Linked DNA regions of Zea mays: region 1 is linked to region 2. A link is a contact called in public Hi-C data. All regions are on one chromosome and are shown on one strand. The core of a region is the stretch at or near the end of the contact, and the rest is flanking DNA. Distances in the headings are between cores, read along the strand shown.

The links. A called contact is a pair of places that touch in the nucleus more often than the background predicts.
Region 1: a contact with region 2 is called in a Hi-C map of ear, with 2.3 times the contacts expected there. The contact joins the promoter of LOC100280496 here to the promoter of LOC100281331 in region 2. A contact is called at or near these places in 3 of 25 Hi-C or Micro-C datasets (ear, endosperm and tassel).

What each region holds. Positions count from the first base shown.
Region 1 is chr4:153,832,137-153,838,744 of Zm-B73-REFERENCE-NAM-5.0, forward strand. It overlaps LOC100280496, which reads right to left and starts at 3,663. Exons shown (of 7, transcript NM_001153416.2): 1 at 3,480-3,663; 2 at 1,718-2,018; 3 at 1,205-1,286. The coding sequence starts at 3,657.
Region 2 is chr4:153,655,904-153,662,906 of Zm-B73-REFERENCE-NAM-5.0, forward strand. It overlaps LOC100281331, which reads right to left and starts at 4,949. Exons shown (of 8, transcript NM_001154249.1): 1 at 4,543-4,949; 2 at 4,236-4,306; 3 at 4,015-4,096; 4 at 3,828-3,943; 5 at 3,597-3,719; 6 at 3,087-3,128; 7 at 2,331-2,408; 8 at 1,412-1,645. The coding sequence starts at 4,600. The coding sequence ends at 1,538.

The sequences.
Region 1 (6,608 bases), core at 2,413-4,912, 170 kb after region 2:
GAAAAGAAATGCAGTGAAGTAAGCCATTTCTATAAAACTTACTGGTGAATATGTAATTTACAAGATGATCCGTCAAAGTATGTCAAACTTGCTTAAGTTGTAACAGTAAGTTGCAACCCAGTTGGCTGGTCGGGGTTAAGTAACTTCAATAGGAAAGTTCTGAATGCATTTGCCCAGTTATGACGAAGTATTGTACTTAATCACAATAGTATCATATCTGACAAACACAAACTTCCTAGGTAAACTGAAAATAACTCTTAACTACCTCAAAACTTTTTAGTATACTAGGAGAAGTCAATCAGGACTTAAAAGTTCTAAAAAGAAGTTTTCCAATAACATGTGTCATGTGGGGCCACCAGTACACGCCAGGGATTACATTCTCGTTTCGTGATTTCAAAAACCGTTTTGTTGACCAAAATTTGACTATTATATTTTCAAATTTGAAATCGAAATACATAAAAAATCACACCGGTTTTCATTTCTCGGTAGACATCGAAAACGAGAAAAACTACCGAAATTTGCTGGTTACCGACCGGGAAGGTAATCCCTGGTACACGCACCAGACCCATGCCAGAGATGCCGCCAAGAACACGCAGCGCGTGTCAAACGCGCTGTAGGCATGATCACTGCAGCTAGTGTCAGGCCTGCATAGTTTAGTTGGTAGGAAACTACGGTGCCTCAATTTGAGGAGCTTTTCCATCTATTGTTCGTTAGAGGCTACGTGCCTATTTACATCTTGTATTGGAACACTTGACGATTAAGCAATGATTAAACTTTCTACTGCTAATCTCCTCCCTCAACATAGGGTGCAGAGGGGAGAAACCTTCACCCCATTCCCGGCCATGACTACGAACTATGTAGTCGAGGTCCAGTAGTCAAGGTCCAGCTACTCTGAGCCCTGGTGCCCTTGACACATTGTAGCAGGTAAATGATCCCTTTGAAATGTCCAATCACGAAGTGATCATGACTCTTGAGGTAGAGTAGCATCAAGATGAATCAGCAATTAGCATGTAATCAGAAAACTAATACAGTAATATTATTACAAGATAAAATACTTCAAATGGTTTGAAGGATATTCTGTAATGTTAAGTTAGACATGGTGGAGAACATATTTCCAACAAATGCTTGGCAATGAAACTCTGCACTCTTGTCGCTTTTCATAGACATCAGCAACCATCACTGGCACAACAATATAATCTCTCACCTGCCATCCATTTTTGGCAAGGGACTGGTGTAAATAGAAGCGATGGCAAAGCATGACTGCTGTTGCTAGTGTCATCTGAGGTCTGTGAAAAAAAAAGTTGTTACCACATATAGAAAATCTTACCAAAGTTGCTAAAATAATAGTCTAGTAGCAGAGTCAAACATGTTGGTCGTATAACCAAAAAAACTGTCTTACGAAAAAAAAGGAAGTCATTTATGTTCATGAGAGATTAGGAAAATGTAAACAATCATGTTATGAGCCACAATATAAAGTAGTACCCCTCCATCCCAAAATATAATTCGTTTTAGACTAATCATATATTCATCATTAAGTAACATATGAATGAGTTTGCATGTATGTCTATATTCATTATCATTTGAATGAATGTGGACGGAAAAAATGTGGGCTAGAAAGAACTATATTTTGGAACGGAGGGAGTATAAACTAAGAACACTCTCGAATACGGTTGAACAAAGTCAATTTCACTTAAGAGAGCCAAAAATAGTTTCTTACAGCTTCAGCCTGATGCCAACATCCCGGATAAATGAACAATATAAATGCCGAATTTCTGATTCCTTGTTTTCAGTAATACCATCTTTCCTTGATGGAGAAAATTTCTCTAGTTCTTCCCTGGTGAAGTACCAAGAGTACATGCATTCATGTGATGATTTCTCAAGGATATTGGGCACCCCATCCATCAGTATGTCTGAGACACCCTGTTGGATGGGCTCTGTGCAACCTCCTATAAATCGAGATAAAGTTGAAGGAATCGTAATTAATTGTATCCTGGATGTTGGAAGTTTTGCGAAGCAACCTGTAGAATTGACATGTCTTTAGAACCAAATATCCAGTGTTTTGCATTGATATACTGCTAGAGAAAAGCAAGAACATATAAATGTAGAGAAATAAAAAATATTTCTATTTATATAAGTAACGACTATAACATGCAGGGAAGCTATGTCTTTGGCTGCTTTAATGGGTTTTTTATGGCAAGCAACTCAATTAGCAGCGCCCAATTGATAAGTCACGGAGTTTTTGGACTTCCACTGTAAAATGAGCATAGGCCTGATCAACAAGCTAAAATCCACTCTATTTCATCACTAATAGAATCATGATGTGGTGTTAAACTATCACTGTGTGTGTTGGGTTGATGGGGTCGAAGGGTAGTTTTAGGCCTGCCAAGTCTATTTTGTTGTATAAACAATACGTTCCCGATCGTTGTTCATGAAGAAGGTGTTACGGAATACTGTTGAAGTGGATGGTTACTAATAGAACATTCTGCTTCGCAAAATGGTGTCACCAGTTAGGTAATTTTCATGGAACTATCTTGAAAACAAAGCCCACAGCCTAGCCTGGGTATTTCAGACTCACTAACAACAATCCATCTTCGAGGTCGGAAATACTAACCACATTCTGCAAGCCCATGTGTGCCCTCCCCTCATGGTTTAGTAAACAGAATCTAAGTGTTTAAAGATTTCCAGAAACAGCAAAGAAAACATTGAGAAACAAGACAAGTAGATATATTTCTGATTTACTAAGGCGTTGTTTGGATAAACTCAATCCCCCCAATCCATAATTGGAGTGGAAAACGGACTACTTTTCCACCACAACAGTCAAGCCCTTCCAAAACGTATGGATTGAAGGGGATTGCTGTGTTTCCAAACAAGCCCTAAGGATAAGTAAGTCAAAACTCATGACTCATAGCAATTGGAACTCCAATCTATTTAAGGCAGCTTAGAAGATGCAATACGAACACTGTCAAGCACACAAGTCCTGCTCTTTTGGTTGAATATCAATAGTTTAACTTCAAGCTCAGCCCGCACCATCCTCACATGAAAAATTACTAGGATGATTTTTCAGGTAGGTAAAACAGGCTAATTCAGCAGGTACAGGATAGAGGCATAGAGCTTGTGGGGTGGAGTAATAATAGCACTAAAAGCTTTGTGAAGACAAAACTTGTCATTTATTTGAATACAATAAACACGAGCCTAATTTCCACCAAATTCACGACAGTTTTTATTTCTACCCATGCACCTTATATACAGAATTAAAAATTAGCAAACTTGACACCTGGGGCGGACCCAGTAAAGGACATGGGTATACATGTAGAATCGATTGATTTTGCAAAAAGAACGAAAATAATCAAAGTTTGCAGGCATAATACATGTATACTACACTTGTAATTGGATCAGATCAGATCCAAACAGAAATAGCTTGGGTTTGGGAGGGAGCTCGATTTCGCACGGCAGGAACGGAAGAGAAAGGGTGGGCGTACCCGATGGGTGCTCGTCGCCGGTGAAGGTCCCGAAGTAGAGGCCTGGGCACGGCGGCAGCGGGGACCGCCAAGTCGTCGCCACCAGAAACAGATAGAGCGCACGCGAGGGCACGGGACTACGGGAGAACGACGCGAGAGAACAGAAGCAAGGCCGCAGTGTGTAAACGTTTCGGGCCATTTTCGGAATCCCATTTTCTACTGGATTTCCAATTTCTAAAGGAAAAATGAACTAATTTTTATTAAGAAAATTAGCTTGAAATCATATTTTTCAAGTATTTTTTATTTTTTAAATAAATACTTTATTTTCTCTTAAAAATAGAAATTCCTTAGAAAAATAAAGTTTCCAAAATACCTCTTGAGAAACACTCTAGTTTTTTTAAACCGATTTTATCTTTGGTTTCTAGAAACAGGTTTTCTAGAAACAGGTTTACTATAAAAAAACTGGATAAAGGTGTTTGGAACCTAATCTTTAAAAAACAGTTTCTAGATATTTCAATCATAATGACTAATCTATCTTCCTTTATTTTGAAAGGGTGGCAATAGAGGTGATTTCTATAAAATCAACAAGAACATGACGTAAACGGATAAAAACTAGTTTTAATTTGTAAACGGATAAAAACTAGTTATAAAGGTTCCTATTCTTGCAGATGAGGTAACCCGTGAGCATGTCCCTTGGCCCTTGCACAGCTTGACTTGAGCAGTTCTAACTTGTAAATTGCAAAGAGCCTGATGTCTGACCAAGGTGCTTCAAGGCCGAGCACTCAACCACAAGGTGCTTCGAGGCCGAGTAGAAGCATTCATCAAGTTCCCACAAAGAGCAGTGCTATGGTTGCAGTAGGTTCCTCAAGTACAGCTACACCGACGAGTGTTGCTGCAAATGCAATGCCATTTCCAAGTGCTCAAGCTCCACCATCAGAAGGTACAGAACATGTGGTCATAAATGATGATGAAGATAATGTACAAGTTGGATGCAAAAGGAAGATGAAATCTGATGTGTGGCTTGAATTTGAACAAGTAACAATTGGGAGTAAAATGAAAGTTGAATGCACTTGGTGTAAAAAGCTACTAGTTAGAGATAGAAGAGCCGGTACTAATCACTTGTGTGGTCATCTTAGATGTTATCAATCAAGACAGGTTAGGAAAGGATTAAAACAAACCTCCTTAAAACTATGAAAAGATGAGAATGGGGTAGTAGTTGTTGAGAAGTATGTGTTTGATCAGGAAGTTGCTAGGAAAGAACTTGCACTAATGATATGTGTCCATGAGTATCCTCTATCTATGGTTGATCATGTTGGTTTTAAGAGGTTTTGTGGAGCACTACATACCCTATTCAAAGTAGTGTCCACAAATACCATTAAAAGGATATATTGGATATGTACGAGGTCCAAAGGCTTGTAGTAGTGATGTATTTTGACGGTTACAATCAAGAATTGTCGTAACTACTCACATGTGGACAACAAACCATCAAAAGTAAGGATATATGTCTATGACAGTACATTTCATTGATGATGAATGGAAGCTGAAGTATTTTCTTTTGAGGTAATAATCTATTGCAATGTCTTGTTTCTTTGAAGTTATAAGTTATATGGTGCTGCAGTTTTGTAGTGCTAAAAATATGTTGGAATGTTGTTGCTTGTAGGTTCATATATGTGCCTGCTCCACATACCGGGGAAATGATAAGTGATGTCCTTTATGAGGTACTACAAGATAGAAGGTGTCAACGGTCACTCTTGATAACTGCACCACCAATGACAATTTGATGAGTTATATGCAAGATAAGCTACCCCTTCTGTCGGTGTTTTGGGTCCGACCGCACACCCGGGGTTACCCCTCAAGGTGTTTTAGGAGTAGGACGGTGTCGCCGACTGTAGCTAAATGGTTCGTGCCCGATGCACGAGGAACAATGGACAATGTTTACAGGTTCGGGCCGCTTTGAGATGCGTAACACCCTACGTCCTGGCGAGTATGCTTTGTGTAATGGGTTACAAGGTAGCTCTCATAAAGAGTTGAGGTGGGTGGCAGAGTAGTGGGATCGATCGTTCTGAAGGGGTGCCCCCTAGGCCTTATATATTCGACCGTGTGGCAATACATGTGGATATGCACCTAAAAGATAGTGAACTGTTTTTGTCTATCTTCCTATGATTCTGCCGACTTATCCTCGCCTGGTTACGTCGTACGGGGCTCCAGCGCGGGAAAGTCGGATCTTCTGTTGCGGTCGTTTGCTCAACGCTGTGGGGCCATCCGGGCTTGCACTAACCCGGCCTTATGTCGATCTGCTTCACTGGTCGCTCCTCCCCAGGCCCATGAAGGAGTGACCTTACGATTTATTGGGCCCTTGGGCCTTTCGTGAGGTCTTTTATCCTTCTAGTGGACCCGAGGGATATCTGTCCCCCGCAAGCCCCCGATCTTCGGGCTAATTTTGAGATAATCAGCCCAAAGATCCTAGGTCCAGCTTGCAGTCTTTGTTTATGACGAGAAATGCTTTCCAAGCAGTCTGGCAATAACGATTTTTTACTGTCTTCTCCTGCTTTGATCACTCGTGAACTGGAGCCTTGTTTCATGCTTGTGCCTTAGAAGTCGACATTTCATACTGTAGGACCCTGAACTTCATTGGGTGCACCGGAGGTGCACCCAATGGGTGTAGCCCCCGAGCTTCGAGTGGATTTTGGAAAATAATCCACTCGAAGGTCTTCATCAGAAATCTTGCCTTCAGTTTTGCCTTATGCCTTAGAAACTGGCGTTGCTTTCTCTCGAAATGGTGATTTATTGGGTGCACCGGAGGTGCACCCAATGGGTGTAGCCACCGAGCTTCGAGTGAGTTTTTGAAGATAATCCACTCGAAGGTCTTCATTTCGTGTCTTTTTGCTGAGAGTAATCCTATCTTTTTCCGAATGCCTTAGAGGTCAGCATTATGTCATCAATATTATGCTTTAGAGGTCAGCATGTATTTTGTCTTTTGCAGCCGAGTTCGCGATCCGCCCATATCTTGCTAGGTGGTGTAATTTACTTGCTCTGCGACTGATTGGACATTTGATGGACGTTCTCTGGCTAGTCTTCACGTCGCTTCTGTCGGTCAGATTTTGTACTTCACCGGCTATATTTGGCTTTCCTCTGATCCTTACTGATATC
Region 2 (7,003 bases), core at 3,699-6,198:
AGGTTTGACCCTATTTCCCTTTCAGAAATAATCTTCACAAGTAGATTGCCACAATTTGGGACTGTCCCCGTCAAAAACTGGAAGGTTGAGCTTGGGAAGATGTCCTAAAGGTGAAGGCAAAGGTGTATTGTGTGGGCGATGACCGATAGGACCAGGAGGTGGATGATACGGAAAAGGCAATTGAGGAATTGGACCTGGTTGGATAGGTGTGTGGGGAATAAATTGGAATGGAGGTAAATCGTGCATACCATTTGCCGGGGGATGGTTTTGGGTATAGACAAACCCTAGACCACCCTCCCGTGTAGCTGAGTCGATGCGGTTGCTGAATTGGCTGTCGGCGAAGGTTGCGGGAGCCGAAGGCCCGGCCGCTGCCGACTCGTGCGGACCAAGGACGCCGGTGGGCACGTCGTAGTCTGGGCGCGCTCCACGCTCGAGGAAGCGGGAGACCTTGGCTAGCTCCGCCCGCATCGCGTCCATGGATGAGTCGATGCGTGGGCGCCAAGCGTCGAACACCTGGTGGACGTTTTCCAGTGCCGCCACCCGCGTTGTGGTTGTTGCTGCGAGATCGTCGAGACGGTGCCAGGCCGTGCGCTCGAACGCCTCCACATGTGCCCCGACGTGGTCCTCCACGATGCGCTCCAGATCGGCCGCATCCACTTTGGCCTGCAGCGCCGACAGGTCGGAGGCGCTGGTTGCCACCGTGTGCTCAAGCTCGCGCCAGCGAACATTTTGCTCGTCGAATCGTTCGCAGATCCGCTGGAGGAGCTTCTGGGTGGAGTCTAGCGTCTTCGCTTTCATCTTGAGCGCGCGTGCTTGGTCCTCCAGCGCCGTGGCAATAATGGGATCTGTTGCTCCCCCATCCTTGTGCGGCGAGTGTAGTGAGGAACACCCTCCAGGCTCGGCGATCGGTGGTCTTTGATACCAGATGTTAGCAGCCACCGTGCGTGACGGCGCCGCGAGGACGAAGAAGGTAGGAACAGTGGGGTTTAGGGATGAGGAAAGTATCTACTCAGTACAGAATACAAACATAACAATACTCTGTTCTCTCCTACCTCTCCCACGCACACTCCTGCCTATTACAGCCGCCACTCTGGGCCGGCATAGCGGACGTTAGGCTTTCTCTCTCGACCCATTGGTTGGATGACCGCTGACCCAGTTGCGTGCTCAACGAGTACTCTTGAGGGGCTGACAAATATGCGAGTAACCAATCCGGAAAGCATCCAACATATATATCACGAACAACAATTTCAAAGAAACCATTCTGTTTATATGTGCAAAAGGATGCCAACAATTAGTCAAAATCTATCGAAAACCAAAAGACCACACCTCCAGACCTCAAGTCGCTTGCAAGCTGATAACAGCTGGTGTTAGTAACTATGACAGATTGACTAAAGTTTATAATATGAATCAGAAAATTACAATAGGCCTCAGATACTATGATTAACAGATCACTGAGTTGTACAACAGCAAGCACACAGAGCACATACAATTTTGTTTAGTTCAGAAAAGGCCAAACAAGATAAATCATTACATACACTCATCTCTTCATGAGGAACCCTAGCAGTATTCCCAGAATAGCAACCACCAGTACTAAAACTAATGAGAAACCACCATGCCGCCTGCTGATGTCTCGCCTTAGAAAATCCTGTCAAAATTCAAATAAAATTATAATCAAAATAAAACTGCCCTGCCACTGCAATCGATCCAAGTATTAAGGTATCCCTGTGGCAGGAAGCAGTGCGATAGTAATCCATCCAAAGATTATTAAATAGGGCAGACCTAGTGCCGTATGCTTCTTATGGGCATATTTTAACCCTTAATTTCTCTTACATTATAGGCTGATTGCTATAGGAACAAAACCATATCAGAAGCATTTTTTGATATGAATCTATAAATATAACTTCTGCGCACTAGACAAGCATATAATTTGATATAGTTCTTGGTCAAGCTTTATGAAGTTATACTTCAGATAAAAACACGCTTTATAAAAGTGGATGCAGGGATCATGTGAATCTGCATATGTAGTTCTGCACTTGATGGAATCATGAAAAGCAAAAAGAACTCAAAAGAGAACGAGAAAGGGGGTTGCAAGATACAAAAAGGACGAGGCTACATCTAGCCTATGTAAAACATATGTACTAAAAAGTAACCAGAGTACAATCTGAAATTGTTCAGTAAAAAAATGCACAAGCTATCAACAGAGCTATAACACAACTTTGTCTAGCCTAAAAACAAAAGCTAAATGTAACCTACAGTCAAAGGCAACAAAATTGCACTTCAGCCTATTAACTGTTTGCGTAATAAGCAACAAAAAAACATGTGGTACTGACCAATTCTTGTCGAACCTTGTTGTTCAGTTCAATAGCAGAATTCTTCTCCTCCATCAGTTTCGAAATCAAAGCAAATGGCTACAAAGACATAAATAGATCATGTCAAGACTCCAATGGAATCCATGATACCTACCAAAGCCTCAAATTCTTGGTTTTTAAAAATTTGTTGGCATGCTGAAGAATTCAATACAATTAGAATGCTAATACATGAGAGCATAATACATCTAATTAAGGTCATTTACATCTAAATTTATACGGACGAGGAAAAAATAATTGATGAATGAACACTTGAAAAAAATGCAGTAAAGGACATTGTAGGCACATGACAATATCAGAATATTGAGAATGTTGACTGCAAGAAGATTGAACAAATACAGTTAAATCTGCTATAGCCAGAATAAGTTGAATCAACAGTTTGAAGCATTGCTATAGGCTTATAATTGAATGCTATTCGAGAGACTAGTTATCCATTGTTGATTGCTTCAAGTAGAATGCTCTCAGATGAACTATCTAACGCCATCTCTATTTCTGGATCGTGAATAGTTTCTTCCAGTGGCAGACAGTACCAGAATGAGTGCAAGTGGTACAATTAGACCAATGGTTAATTCCATCTACTTCGGTGCAATATTTAAGAAAATGGCATCCTGACGCTACAACTTGATGGCTTCTGAGGCATGAGTATTTCAAGTACAACAGTACTACAGCTAGAATCTTCAGTAGGCACAGCTTGACAAGTTTTATACAGAAGAGGTTCACCTCAGTGATTATTTTTTCTGATTCTTTAGGTTCCTTTGTTTCCTGCAAAGAAAGAACCACTCTCAGCTTCAGAAGGTGAATATTGGGAAAGAACCAATTATCAGTGCAAAATGTTAGTCAGGCAGTAGAAGAGAATAAGCCTAAGTGTTCTACTATCAGACAGTAAATCGTTGGCACAGATCATGATGTACATGCTGTAGTTATAGAAGACTAAATTAAAAATCCTAATAAGTATTTTGACATGGGTTAACAACTGCAACTTTTAGAGATTATTATAGAGACCTATAGCTATCTCGAGTTCTTGACATCTTGCAAAAAGCAACTTCCTCAAAAACCTAAAAACTATTTTGACATCTTATTGCATATTGCGTTCAAAAAAACATCCTATTGCGTTCAAAAAATGCAACTTGGATTTCTAGAAGTCCCTTAGAGTTGCTCTAAGTGTAAATATTTGTAGGTTTTTGAAACCTACTACTTATATAACAATCGATTCTAAAATAAATTTCTTACCTCTTGATAACTCAAACTGCCGAGATTACCATCCTCAAATCTTTCGCTTTGAGAGGACGATGGTGCTACATAAACTACCTTCAACTTCACTTCTTCCACTACATTGCCTGAATCTTTGGTAAACTACATAATCCATCATTAAGATATTTTTTTAGTGAACAGAAGGAGCAGCCCCAATATAAAACGCTGAACCACAGAACACACTGAAACTGTGAGTCTGTGACTTATTACCATGTCTCCAGTGACCTCCTTTGGCACGACCTCCTTGGCGACAGTGGCGCTCTGCACAAGGAACTTGTCCTTGCATTGCATGTCCGGTGGCACGTCCCGCTGCGCTTGCATCGTAACTGGATCCGATGGTTCACGGTGGGTTATCACACGTTAAAATAAAGAGCCAGTTCTATGTCATGATAATTACCAACAACGTCAGCCTTGGACCGGGGCGCCACCATGCCGTTGTTTGGGCGAACGCAGTACTTTTTCGGGCTTGTCGTCTTCACCTACAGTCGCGATGCTGCACACGTTAAAAGTCCCTGAAAGGATACGGCACCCCACCATTTTGTTTTGTTTTTGTTTTTACACAGCTCGCTCTGCCCCCGCCCCCAGAGGCCAGAGCCCACAGGAAAGGAGTCGTTTTACCTTGAACGCGACCTGCTTGTCTGTCTTGTTCGTCAGCTGCAGCGTGCAGGAGATCTGCTTATTTAATTCGACTGCGTGCATGCATGCATGATCCAGAGAGAGAAAACGGAAAGGGGATCAGAAGACGAAGGAAGGAACGACACAGGACGGCCGCGGATTTTCCTTAAAAACGACTACTACTAGAAACCAGAGAAGCAACATCGATCGAAATGAGCGCAGAAAGGATAAGAAAAGATGGTCATAGAAAAATTTATCGAATGGAAGCTGGACGCAGCGAATCGAAATCGCGGAAGGAAGGAACACATACATGGGAACCGGAGCTCGACGGGGTCGATCCCGAGCAGCTCCCCGGACTCGGTGCTCATCCTGGGCAATCGAAACGGACGCAACCCGGCCGCGGTGGTGGGAGCGGCGAGGTGGGGGTTCGGAATTGCGATGCTTCCCCTCCCCTCCACTCCCCTGCCTCCTCCTCCTCTCTCTTTCTCTCTCAGTTTTTTTTTTCTCCGACTATCTATATTCCTGAGGCGGTGGAGCAGAGAAGGAAGCGGGGGGAAAACGGAGGGTCGAAATCGGGGGGAAACTCGGGATTTTGGAAGGGACGAGAAGGTTGCCCGCCCGTTTTCCTTCGGAGGCGGGAGAAGGGGTCAGCAGCTGCAGAGCAGGACGCAGGGAGCCGGTTGGTTGCAGCGTCCGCATCACGTAGGACTTCACTTGTGCCGCCAGCCGCCCGCAGCCCGGTCCTACCAGAGGGTCCCGCCGGCAGTGCTACTGGATTTCCATGGCACGGGCCACGTTTCCGTGACTGGCAGGCGTCTTCCTGCTGCCGGCGGCGGCATCGATACACAAGTAGAACGAGGTGTCAGTGTGTCACGCTCCAGGCCACAAGTTGCCGCGGCCGGGGTGCAATTCAGGTTCCGTGCCGCCATCTTCGAACTAAACGTTGCTACATATATTTGAACAGTTTCAGTAGCAAACTTAACAAAAAAACAACACATGTATAATACTCCCCCTGTTTTAAAATATTAGCCGTTTTAGTATTTTACTAGATCCGTACAATACTTTATGTGTATATTTTATATATGTCTAGATTTATCCATTTGAATATAGATATAAAATTCAAAGGCTAAAACAACTAATATTTTAGGACGAATGTGGTATTAGATATGTGGACATAAGATATGAGTATAATAATCATATAGATAATACTGACAAAAATAAATCACTCATCATGGTAACATGAGTTCATATAGGTGAGCCATGAGAACCAAGTATGTAAAAAAACATACAAGTGCGGGTGATTAAGAGTCGGAGAATCAAGCGGACACAAGAAGCCAGGGGTGACCATGATCGCGTCGGCCACACCATGCATCGTCTCGGCTCAGCGACGGTGGTGAGGTGCACGCGCATGCAACACACATTCGTCCTTTCCAACAACTCTATATGTATACACATAAAGTTTAACCATACAAGTTGTATTAACACCTGTCAACATCATGTATGGTACTAAACCATAATGCATATCTTATTTAATACGACCCTTTAAAATTTATTCAGTTGTTTATATGGGCCAACCCCACGAAATAACTAACAATCCCATCAAAATCTAAGGCACGTATTAAATAATCTCAACCATTGTTCTTTGATATATCAGGGTTTCAGCGAAGACTGTTAAGTGGAATATCCGCCTAGGAATAAGTCGTGCACTCCTTCACAACTGAACAATAGATTTATGCCTTGAATTAACAATATTGTGAGAAGTGAGTTTCAGTAAGGTTCCTATCTGGCACTAGACTGTTACAAGCATCTTCTCTTTTTGACACATATAGATCACACTTCGAACCCTTAAGTATCTATATATTATCCACATCTTATAGACTATGACTAGTAGTCGAACTCATATATATGTGTTTCTTCTAGTATGTTATGTAGGATAACATCTTTACTTAAATAAGGCACTCATGTTATATTAAGAATTAAATCAACATATCACATAGTAAAGGATAAACATGCATATCTAACGATATAAACCTTATCATAAGGGATCTCTCCATCATCGTTAGTTGTTCCATTTCACTTAGTGCACCTTCTATCACATTACACGACAATGTCTCACCCAGATTTAAGGTCAAATCCAGATGTATATCACATGTGTGCTAGGATCAAGTTTCACACATATGGCGAATCAGTGTACAGAAAACAATGTCACGTCTTTATTACTTCATACAATTTCTATACAAAATAACTAAATAAATTACATCATATGACGACAACGGTCCTCCACAACCATAGTTGACTGGGAGACGACGACTTAGATCTCTCCGAACTCATCTTCATCTTCATAGTCTCTCCTCTGGCGGTACATGTTCTTAACATGGTGTGGTCATAGCAAGGGTGAGCTCTCATACGGTCATCGCTCAGCAAGTGTGGAGAAAAGTGTAGTGTAAGGCTTACTAAGGATAATGGTTAAGGCTGAGCGTAGCTTTTAAATTTGTTGACCAAAATTTTATAAGTAAATATCATCCCAATTACTTGATAATATTGAAATCCCACAATTCAAATGCATGACATGTTAAATTTAATTCCATAAACTACTCATGTGAGGTTTCAAGCCGCTCATGGCTATAAGCACGACTGATATACCAGTTTTACACTCTGCAGAAGTTGCCAATCTTTACCCACAAGACATGTATCCCGTCTAGTCAGGATCTGCAAAGCCTTTAGATACTTCTGATGTGAATGGCTAGGGAACCACTATGAGGCCTTTACAA